Linked DNA regions of Mus musculus: all the other regions are linked to region 3. Evidence: chromatin contacts called from public Hi-C and promoter capture Hi-C data. All regions are on one chromosome and are shown on one strand. The core of a region is the stretch at or near the end of the contact, and the rest is flanking DNA. Distances in the headings are between cores, read along the strand shown.

Region 1 (3,075 bases), core at 297-2,796, 3.2 Mb before region 3:
CAGGAAAGACAGTCAAGTGTAAGTGTATGTGACAAGAAATGAGGGCTGGTCCCTGTCAGGGAACAGTTTAAAAATGTCCCACGTATGGTCTATTAAGTTTTCTGCATAGTGACTCAGTTCTCACCGAGTGCTGGCTGGTAACGTGTACCACCCAAAGAATACTCAAGACGTTTTATAAAGAGAGAACAAGGCTGGGTGTGGTGGCGCACACCTTTAATCCCAGCACTTGGGAGGTAGAGGCAGGCGAATTTCTGAGTTCGAGGCCAGCCTGTTCTATAGAGGGAGTTCCAGGACAATCAAGGCTACACAGAGAAACCCTGTCTCGAAAGAGAGAGAGAGAGAGAGAGAGAGAGAGAGAGAACAAGGGCTGGGTGTAGCTGTCTCCTATCTGTGGCCACCAGTCTGGACCTGTGTCCCCTTGGGGAGTCTGTTGTGACCTCCGGCCGCTGCCACAGGGTTAGCCCCCTCAGCAGAAAGGCCTCAAACGAAACATCTCTTTTCTCTACACTTTGAACATTGGACTTGCAGTTTCAATCGGGGCTTCCTGTCCCGTGTTTGTTTTCTTTATGGGGGAAATGTAATCTCTCCAGTCCTGGCTGCAAGAGCATGCAAATCAGCTAACAGTGCTGTTTGGTGGAGTTCTCTCTGTATGCAAAACTTCCTGGAATAAATCAGTCATCCCCAAACGGGAGGAGGCCAAGGGGCAGAGCAGGGAAAAGAAAGTGGGGACCAGGGAATGGGGCTCTGCTCAAATGGGGTGAAATGCCCTGCGCTGGCCTGGGTACCCAGAGGGGCCCCCATTGACCTCTCTGTCTCTCATGCTGCCACTAGATGGCAGCACACGCCGGCCGTGGTACTTGGGTATTCAATCTGTACTTGAACTTTGCCAGGTACAGGTTCCAAGGCCCCCAAATTCACTACCTTGCTTTTTTTGTTGTTCTTCTACTCTGTCTATTTGTGGTTCTGCTGGTCTGTGGTTGTCTGGGGGAAACTCCATTTTTTTTTTTTTTTAAGAATGAGCTCAGTGGGAGACAGAATCCTGTTGGTTAAGAGTGATCTGTACTGGCCCAGGATCCAAGAGCTTTAAACACAGGGGCCCCTCTAATGCCTCAGCGAGAAAGTGTGTGATGGTGGAATCTAGGAGAGGAGAAGCAAGAGGAAGAAGGGAGAAAAAGAGGAGAGAGGAGGAGGAGAGGAAGGAGAGGGGGAAGAAAAGGAAGATGGATGGGGAAAGAAGAGAAAAGGGGAAGAGGGGGAAGGGAGGGAAAGAAGGAAGGGAAAGAAATAAAATCTAAAGCAAGGATGAGGGACTGTAAGTCAATGCTAGACTTTTACATTTTAATAAGTTAGCCACTCTCTTTCACCCAAATGCTACTGAAAGTTTCTGGAGAAATTTCCAGTGGGTTAGAAGCTTCTGTGAAGTTTTGATAAGCAAATGTGGCTGCACTTTCGCGCTCTGGTCATTGGCTGACGCTGCAGCCGCCAGATTTTGACACAAATAATCAGATTGAAAATCAGGGAGGGGAACAGAAGGGGGGCGGGAAACACAGAAACGAAAAGGAGAAGTGTCTGTCTGTGCAGAGACTCATAACGTTGACCGAGCCGAGAGCAGTCCCCAGGGACAGTGTGGAGGTTCGTGGCTCTCGGGCAGAACTCAGAAGAGGGACAGCTCCCTGACGGTGAGTGCTGCCAGACCCGTGCTGGCTGGGCTCCGCTGAAAAGTTCGTCCTGGGTGCCCAAGGCAGGGAGGGTGTCTGCTTCCCTTTAAGGTGAGAGGAAGAATACTGTGGTAGTCTCTCTTCTGGATGCAGTGCTCATCACCAGGGGAGAGAAGAAGGAAGGAACATGGACCAGTCCCGATACCCCAAGATAGCGCAAACACCGAGCTTTCCTCCTGCGAATTCTGTGAAACTTCATTGTAGGGGGCTAGGCTTCACCCAGATACACAAAGTCAATCCCCCCCTTCACACACACACACACACACACACACACACACACACACACACACACACACAGAGCACTTTTCTAGGGGCACCAGAGGAGCCCAAATTGGTGTCCCCCTGGGCTAGAGCTGCCCTGTGCCAGGATCTCAGAAGGGATTGGTAGCTCTGATGACCCTCTCAAAAGTTCCTGGAAGCACCGGGGAGGGGAGTCAGACACCCTTTCCTTGGGAATTTACTGAAGGGAAATGACAAGGTGAGGCAGACCACAGGATGATGGAGGGGAGGCACTGCCAAAGGCTCTTGGCTCCTTGAGCATCTGTAGCTCTTCTCACCTAGAGGAAAAGGTGAGTTTGAGTTGTGGTTTTCTTAGAAAACAGGGCTCATTGCAGAGATGCCCACGGATGGATGCTGTGGTCTGTGACTGGGTCCTGGGAAAGCCAGCATTTTTATGAGACTACTGTGGGGAAAGCCAAGTCACCCTAGCTGTGGAGTTGGACAGCCTGGGTACTGGCAGAGCTGTGCCTATCCACCTGTGCTCTTCCAAGTCTGCAAAGCCCTCCATCAGGAGAGGGGTAACATTTTGATTTGGGGGTCAACCTGTAGAAAGTCCCTCGGGGAGTTGGGTGGCTCTGGATGATTTAGGTCTGATGGAATCGCCCCAGTGGTGCTCACCATTCCCAGAACTTCAAAAAGGTGGGTGCAGGTCCCAGGTCTCCCTTCACCGGGGCACAGAGCCTGCTCGCAGGCAGAAATAGCAGGAGACTCCTCCGTCTGAAGGCGTTTGCATTGAATCCTTTCTGGTGTCAGTCCCAGCCGGCCGTGGGGAGTGTGGGGGCTGTTTGCCCAGTTTTGTTTCCATTGTGGTAAAACAAGTCCATAGAACTGACCTTTTTTTTTTTTTTTTTTTTTGCTTTTGAGTTACGTGGTGTTCTTCGGCATGGGCATGGGACGTACACTCTGGTCCCGACTCCTTCCTTCTCTCCTTTCTCACTACATAGTAAAAAAACAACAACAACAACAACAAAAAAAAAATCAACCAAACAACAAACAAATGAACAAACAAAAACTTAATTTCTGATCCTTCTGCCTCCACCCTCTGTCACTGTGTCCTGAGCTACATCCCCAGTCCTTT
Region 2 (3,216 bases), core at 176-2,675, 3.2 Mb before region 3:
CGTAAAGTGAAGTGCTAATTCCATATTCGTTTTCTTAAGTAAGGATTTCAGCCTTTTTTTTTTCAGTGAATACCACCGGTTTTATGGAAAAATACAAAATACTTTGTAACCAAATTTGGATTACCAAATACACCGTGCTGTAAGAAACAAAAGCTTAAGACATACAAACCAAATGCACCCTGTTCAAAATCTCTCACCACACACACACACACACACACACACACACACACACATATCCCTACCTTGGCCAAATGATTAACTACACTCACTTAATAATAGGCCACCTTTAATCAAATAACAGACAAATGGAACCAGTCGGACTTCAATTCCAGTGCTGTCTCAGAATAGGGGGGTGTGACCTTGGGCAAATTATTCCACTCTCTCCAGGCCTCAGTTTCTTCATTTAGAAAGGCTGCAGACTGCTTCTCCTTTGTCCAGAACCAAAGACAGGATGGCTACCAAGCACTTTCAATAGTGCTCGGTCACACAGGCACCCCCTATTCCCCCTCTCCAAAAAACAAAAAACAAAAAAAAAACAAAAAAAAAAACAAAAAAAAACGATAGTTGCGATTACTGGCCGACCACACTCCACGCCATCCCCACGTCTCTCTCATTCCAAATCCAACACGCGAGAAGCCAAACTCTTCTAACCCACAACACAAAGAAAGTGCTTGGGTTCTAAAAAAGGTGTCTGGGACCGCAGGCAGTGGGTCCTCCAGGTCCTCAAATGAATGAATGAGCGTTCAGCAGTGGCTGGGCAGGTAGCTGTCGCTAACGAGCACCTCTGCCGACTTGGAGGTAACTGTCTTCCAGCATCAATTAAACACCCACAAGTACACCCAGAGCCAAGCACTCGGCCGTGCACACTCTCCCCGAGACGGCGGGCGCCGGGCAGCCTCCAGTGCCCACAGGCGGCCTTCATTCATTCTCCACCCCCAGCCCCGGCGGCTGCAGTAGAGGCTCGAGCCGCGACCCCACCCCCGGGTCCCCGTGCCGGGCCCGGGGTCTCTGACCTGCGCGGCGCACCCCCGCGGGAGCCTGTCACCGCAGCAAGCGAGGGGGGCGGGTTAGCGGGGCCACCTCGGGCCCGGAGCTGCAGCCAGCCATGCCATCGGACGGAGCAGGCCCGCCTCAGCTCCCCGGGGCCCCAGCAGCCCAAGCCGAGCCCTGCCGGAGCCAGCGCGCGATGAGGGCGAGGAAGAAGCTCCCCGAACCCCCTTCCCCGGACCCCCGACTCGGCTAACGCGCTCCGCAGCGCCCCACAGCGTGAGGTCACGCTGCCAGAGCTGCCCCGAAAAGCCCACAAGGAAAAGAAGGGGAAACACCCCCCGTACTCACCCACCGTCTCCTCCCCCTCAGCTGTTTACCTCACAGTCCCTCCAGCCTACAGGGCGCCGCCATCTTGGACGCGCAGCACCTCCCCCTGGCGTGAAGCGTCTCGAGCGGCGGGGGCCTCCGCTATGAAAAAGAGTCCCTATTCGGGTCTCTACTACGCTCCGAGCCTAATGCCAGATGGCCAGAGTCTCAGCCTCTCCAGACAGGACAGGATATACCACTTATGACGATACAAGCTGGCCGAGATAAATAAAACCGAAAGAGATTTTAATGTGGAGGCGGGGACGGCGGAAGGATCGTGAAGGTGGGAGCCCACTGAGAGATCTTGTGACTCTGAAGGAGGCCGAAAGAAGTCCCGGCGCAGAGGGCGGAGCCACGAGACCGGCCGAGGGGTGGGGTGGGGAGGGGCGGCCACGTGATGGTGACAGGAGGCGCGCGCTCGGAACAAGCACAGTCAAAAACAAGCTGGCAGGGCTAGGCTCAGTGGAGAGCGCTGGCCCTTTCGAGCCAGGTCCCTCTGTCTTTGGCACACCTGCCACCTTTGGGGTCTCCCTGTAGGCGTTCCTATTTCCAAATGAGCCTCTGGGATCCCCTTGGATGGACAGCCTGTCAATTGCAGCAAAAAGGATGGGGCTTTCCCCCACCACCACTTTTTCCTTTGCAGAAGAGTCTGTGGAGTGACATGTAGAGGCCAGCCTTAGTCAGAGGATGCAGTTTATGTTGTAAAGTCAGAATACCTTGATTTACTTGCATGCCATGACAAGGTGTCAAGTCTTTTCAAACCTTGCCGGCTGTGGTGCAAAGCTTTTTAGAGGGATATCAGAATGTATATAGTTTTCATTTGCTGTTATTTTCCTTATTTGTATTATTTTTTTAATTAATTATGTATTTATTAAGGTTTTCCAAGACAAAGTTTCTCTTTATGCTTTGCCCATCCTGGAACTTGCTCTGTAGCCCAGGCTGGCCTGGAAGTCAAGAGAGTCTTCTGCCTCTGCCTAGCTTTAAAGGTGCTAGCTTTAAAGGTGTTCACCGCCGCAGCTGCCCCAGCAGCCGCCGCCACAACCACCACCACCACCTGGCATTGTGTATTTTTTGTTTTGGTTTGTTGTTGCTGTATTTTGTTGTTTTTTGGTTTGGGTTGGAGTTTGGGGTTTTATTATACTTAAACTTATATAATAAGACCCAGTGAAAGATGATAAGCGGAAGCTAGAGAAATGGCCTTGCCGTTAAGAGCATTTGTTGCTCTTACAGAGGACCAGGGTTAGGTTCCCAGAACCCAAATGGCAGCAGCTCCCAACTACCTATAACTCCAGTTCGAGGAGATGGCGCCCTCGCCTGGCCTTCTTGGGAACTAGGACTTCTCTCCTAAGCATACATCCAGGAGGCTCTCCTTGTCCTTAAGATAATTGAGTTTGTGTACACTCACCCCCAAATTGTAGTCTTTCAAGTCGTGTGCATTGCACGTTGGATAAGCCAGGGAAATTATTAACAAATAAGTATTTTGTGTGTATTTAGTGGTTGCTTTGTATTGAGAGAAAAGCTTTGAGGTGTGATTAAATCGTAAACTCTGATTCTATTTGGGAAAAACAGGAAAAAAGGTGCACTTAATCTCTAGCTAAAACAGCGTAATTTTTCAACTTTTACCCTAAAATTATAATTTCAAGATGTTTAGACATACTGTATCTTGTGTTTGTGTACCCTCTCCCCAATATTATGGTTTATTCTTTAATGCCTTTTAATTTGGATATAATAGCTTGTACTTTAGATTTTGGTTGCTATCTTGCCAAAATAAGTGTTACTGTTTTTCAAGCTTGGCCCCCTTCCCCAATTGTCTTATTTAAAGAGAAAGTTAAACTCATTAAAAAAAATAATAATAATAAT
Region 3 (2,953 bases), core at 423-2,922:
TCTGGGGCTCATTATGCTGTTATTTCTGCTTTGTAGTCGGTTTAAAGTTTTTCACTCAAATTGGTAAAACAAACAAAACAAAGCAAACAAACAAAACCAGCAGCTCCATGGGAGGCTGAGAAACAAATCCTTGCAGACTTTAGCAGCCTAGAACAAGAAGCAGCGATATCTCCAGGTCCTTAAGGTCTGGGACAGGCCCCTCGAGTGGAAGAGGATGCCGTTCACCATCTCCCAGACCTGAGGCCTGGACAGGACTCTGCTTCCTGGCTCTGGCTCTGGCTCTGGCTCTGGCTCTGGCTCTGGCTCTGGCTCTGCCTCTGGCTCTGCCTCTGGCTCTGCCTCTGCCTCTGGCTCTGGCTCTGGGGCTCTGGCTCTGACTCTGGCTCTGGCTCTGGCTCTGGCTCTGGCTCTGGCTCTGGCTCTGGCTCTGGCTCTGGCTCTGGCTCTGGCTCTGGCACAGGCAGGCCTCCATACTTTAATATCAAAGGTTTTCCTGGGTTGCCTTGTGCTGTGGTGAGCAATGCAGTAGGGATGGGAGAAATGACAGACATCATTTCTGCCATATTCCAGTGGCTAGAATAGAAGCAAGACCTTAGATGCAGCTTCTAGGAGGGGGTCAGACAATGGTGGAGATGCAGGCAGACATCAAGGCTGAGCCAGAAACTCCTAAAACCAGGATGTACGGTACACAGTGAAAAGCAGGGAAAGTAAGACATGGGAGAGAGGGATGGAGACTTGAGCAGAGGTGAAATGTTCTACATGGATCCTCAAGAGGACACTTTCAAAAGAACTACAGGTAAGTACACCCGGCTGGAGACAGGCAAAAACCCATGCACGCAAAGGCTCTAGTCCGGAGCCTCAGCAGGGTTGAGCAAAACTAGAGGAAAGTGGGAATTGAGTATGTTTGGCTGATGGCACTTTTCAAATGTTAGCACAGTTCACCAAGTTACTAACCACTCTCACCATGGTTCTCATAGGTTCATGCTAGCCCTCTTCCACAGCCTTGGGAAGACTTCTGTTCCCATCAGGCCTCCTCCTGAGCACACCCTTTGCTGGGCTCCATTCTCTGCAGGTGGCATCAGCCCCTACTATGCAGGCCCTGTGTGGATTCTCATGAGCATTTGCTGCAGTGTGAGTGCTGTCCTGTCGGACTAGTCATCTCTCCCATTAGATCTCAGGTTCCAGAGACCTCCTGTTGGTGAAGGTGTCCTCAGGGCTGACAGGTATCACACAGAGGGTGGTGACTCAGACAATGGGAGGGTATTGCCCGGGAGAAAACTGCATCTCCAAACGTTTCCACATGTACTGTACTTACTCTTGTATTTTGGTTTGTTACAACTCAGCTTTAGAAAGAGATGTGTTTATATCTAAAGTGACAGGAAGGGACAAGTGACCAACAGTTTGGAGGCCCTGCAGTACAAGCCCTTGGGGGATAGATAGGAAAGAAGACCGGCATTGAAGAGCGGCAGATATGTTGCTAAGAAGGACCCAGAAAAGCGGAAGAGCACAAGGAGTGAGACCATAGTAGATCTCTGTTTGGATGCAAGGGCCAAAGAACAGAGCCCAGAATAGCACTGAGTAGCTAATGCGCTAAGCCCCGCCCTCCGAGTGCTTCCCGCCCCGCCCCACGTGCTAAACCCCGCCCTTTAGTCAGCCTCTTACTTAATGCCTGGTACCCGGAAACAATGTCAACCTTGAGTACCGCCCATCGCCTCGTCCTTCCGTCCCTCCAGAAACCAGAAGTTCCGCCGCCGAGCGAACACCTTAGATTGTGAGTCACCGAGTTTGTACTTCTGCGCAGGCGCCCTCAGCCCACATCTAACTTGGCTCCTGCGGCGAGACCGCCCTGCTGTCATGGCTCCTCCGTTGTTGTCGCTGCCGCTTTGTATTCTGCCGCCGGGTTCGGGCTCCCCCCGCCTGGTGTGCTACTGCGAGCGGGATAGTGGTGGAGACGGGGACCGCGACGACTTCAACCTCTAGTGAGTGGAGTCTAGGGATGTGGGGTGCGGGAGCATAGCGGGCACGGTGCCTGACAGCCCCTCCCACCCAGTGTGACGGACGCCGCCGAGCTCTGGAGCACCTGCTTCTCGCCTGACAGCCTGGCGAGGCTCGTGAGTAACAGTGCTGGGGATAGGAGACAGCTGGTAGCTTGCCACCCTCCCCCTCCCCGTGGCAGTGGTTCTAATAGCATTTCCAGGGTAGGGCAGTTTGGAATGTCCAGTGGGTCCAGGGTCCTGGGCGGGGTTAGTGACAATTCCTTGTTCCCAGCAGAAAGCCCGATTTGGCCTAAGTGGGGCTGAAGATATCCATTCCCGGTTCAGGTGAGTTCCAGTTAGGGAGGCCATGTGAATGAGAAGCTTGGGGTAGTGCTAACACATCCTGGCCATAACACACATCTCCCTCCTTAGGGCAGCCTGCCAACAGCAGGCAGTAACTGTAAGCCTGCAAGAAGACAGAGCATTGATAACCCTTTCAGGGGATACCCCTGCCCTGGCCTTTGACCTCTCCAAGGTGCCCAGCCCGGAGGCAGCCCCCAGGCTGCAGGCTTTGACTCTCAGCCTGGCAGAGCATGTATGCAACCTAGAGAGGCGGCTGGCAGGTACTGTATGTGTGGGCACCTGTACCTTCCCTCAGGGGCATGCTTTTGCAGACCCTCCTGGCATTGAGTGAGATGCCACGACTCTCTCTTAGCTGCAGAAGAGACCATCACTAGCCCCAAGAAGAACACCCAGCCAGCAGGCACTCAGTTCTTACCAGGTAAGGGGTGGGCCTGGCATGTGGGCTGGGGCTGCTCTTTCTCTGGAACTGCCTCTCCAGATGTCTCATGGGAGAATCTTTCCATGTGGACAGAGTTCTGGCCAGGGTTCTTTGGAGTTCAAGATTTCCCTGATCCTATTTTCTGGCAGAACTTGATCACCAGAGAGGCAGCTCTGGGCCTGGGGTCAGGAGACGG

Evidence for each region. Promoter capture Hi-C pulls out the DNA fragments that hold promoters and counts their contacts. Hi-C and Micro-C count contacts between places; a contact is called where the count stands out from the background.
Region 1: a Hi-C map of B cells shows a contact between it and region 3, with 5 read pairs. The contact joins the promoter of Gfi1b here to the promoter of Paxx in region 3. A contact is called at or near these places in 1 of 39 promoter capture datasets (liver) and 1 of 484 Hi-C or Micro-C datasets (B cells).
Region 2: a contact with region 3 is called in a promoter capture Hi-C map of liver, with 4 times the contacts expected there. The contact joins the promoter of Tsc1 here to the promoter of Paxx in region 3. A contact is called at or near these places in 2 of 39 promoter capture datasets (liver and pre-B cells).

Annotation. Positions count from the first base shown.
Region 1 is chr2:28,620,453-28,623,527 of GRCm38.p6, reverse strand. It overlaps Gfi1b (growth factor independent 1B), which reads left to right and starts at 1,546. Exons shown (of 7, transcript NM_008114.3): 1 at 1,546-1,679. Gm52548 (a long non-coding RNA gene) reads right to left here. Exons shown (of 2, transcript XR_003954006.1): 1 at 2,616-3,075; 2 at 1,325-2,275.
Region 2 is chr2:28,639,442-28,642,657 of GRCm38.p6, reverse strand. It overlaps Tsc1 (TSC complex subunit 1), which reads right to left and starts at 1,425. Exons shown (of 23, transcript NM_022887.4): 1 at 1,368-1,425.
Region 3 is chr2:25,459,813-25,462,765 of GRCm38.p6, reverse strand. It overlaps Paxx (non-homologous end joining factor), which reads left to right and starts at 1,672. Exons shown (of 7, transcript NM_153557.1): 1 at 1,672-1,979; 2 at 2,051-2,111; 3 at 2,272-2,321; 4 at 2,409-2,599; 5 at 2,692-2,757; 6 at 2,907-2,953. The coding sequence starts at 1,855.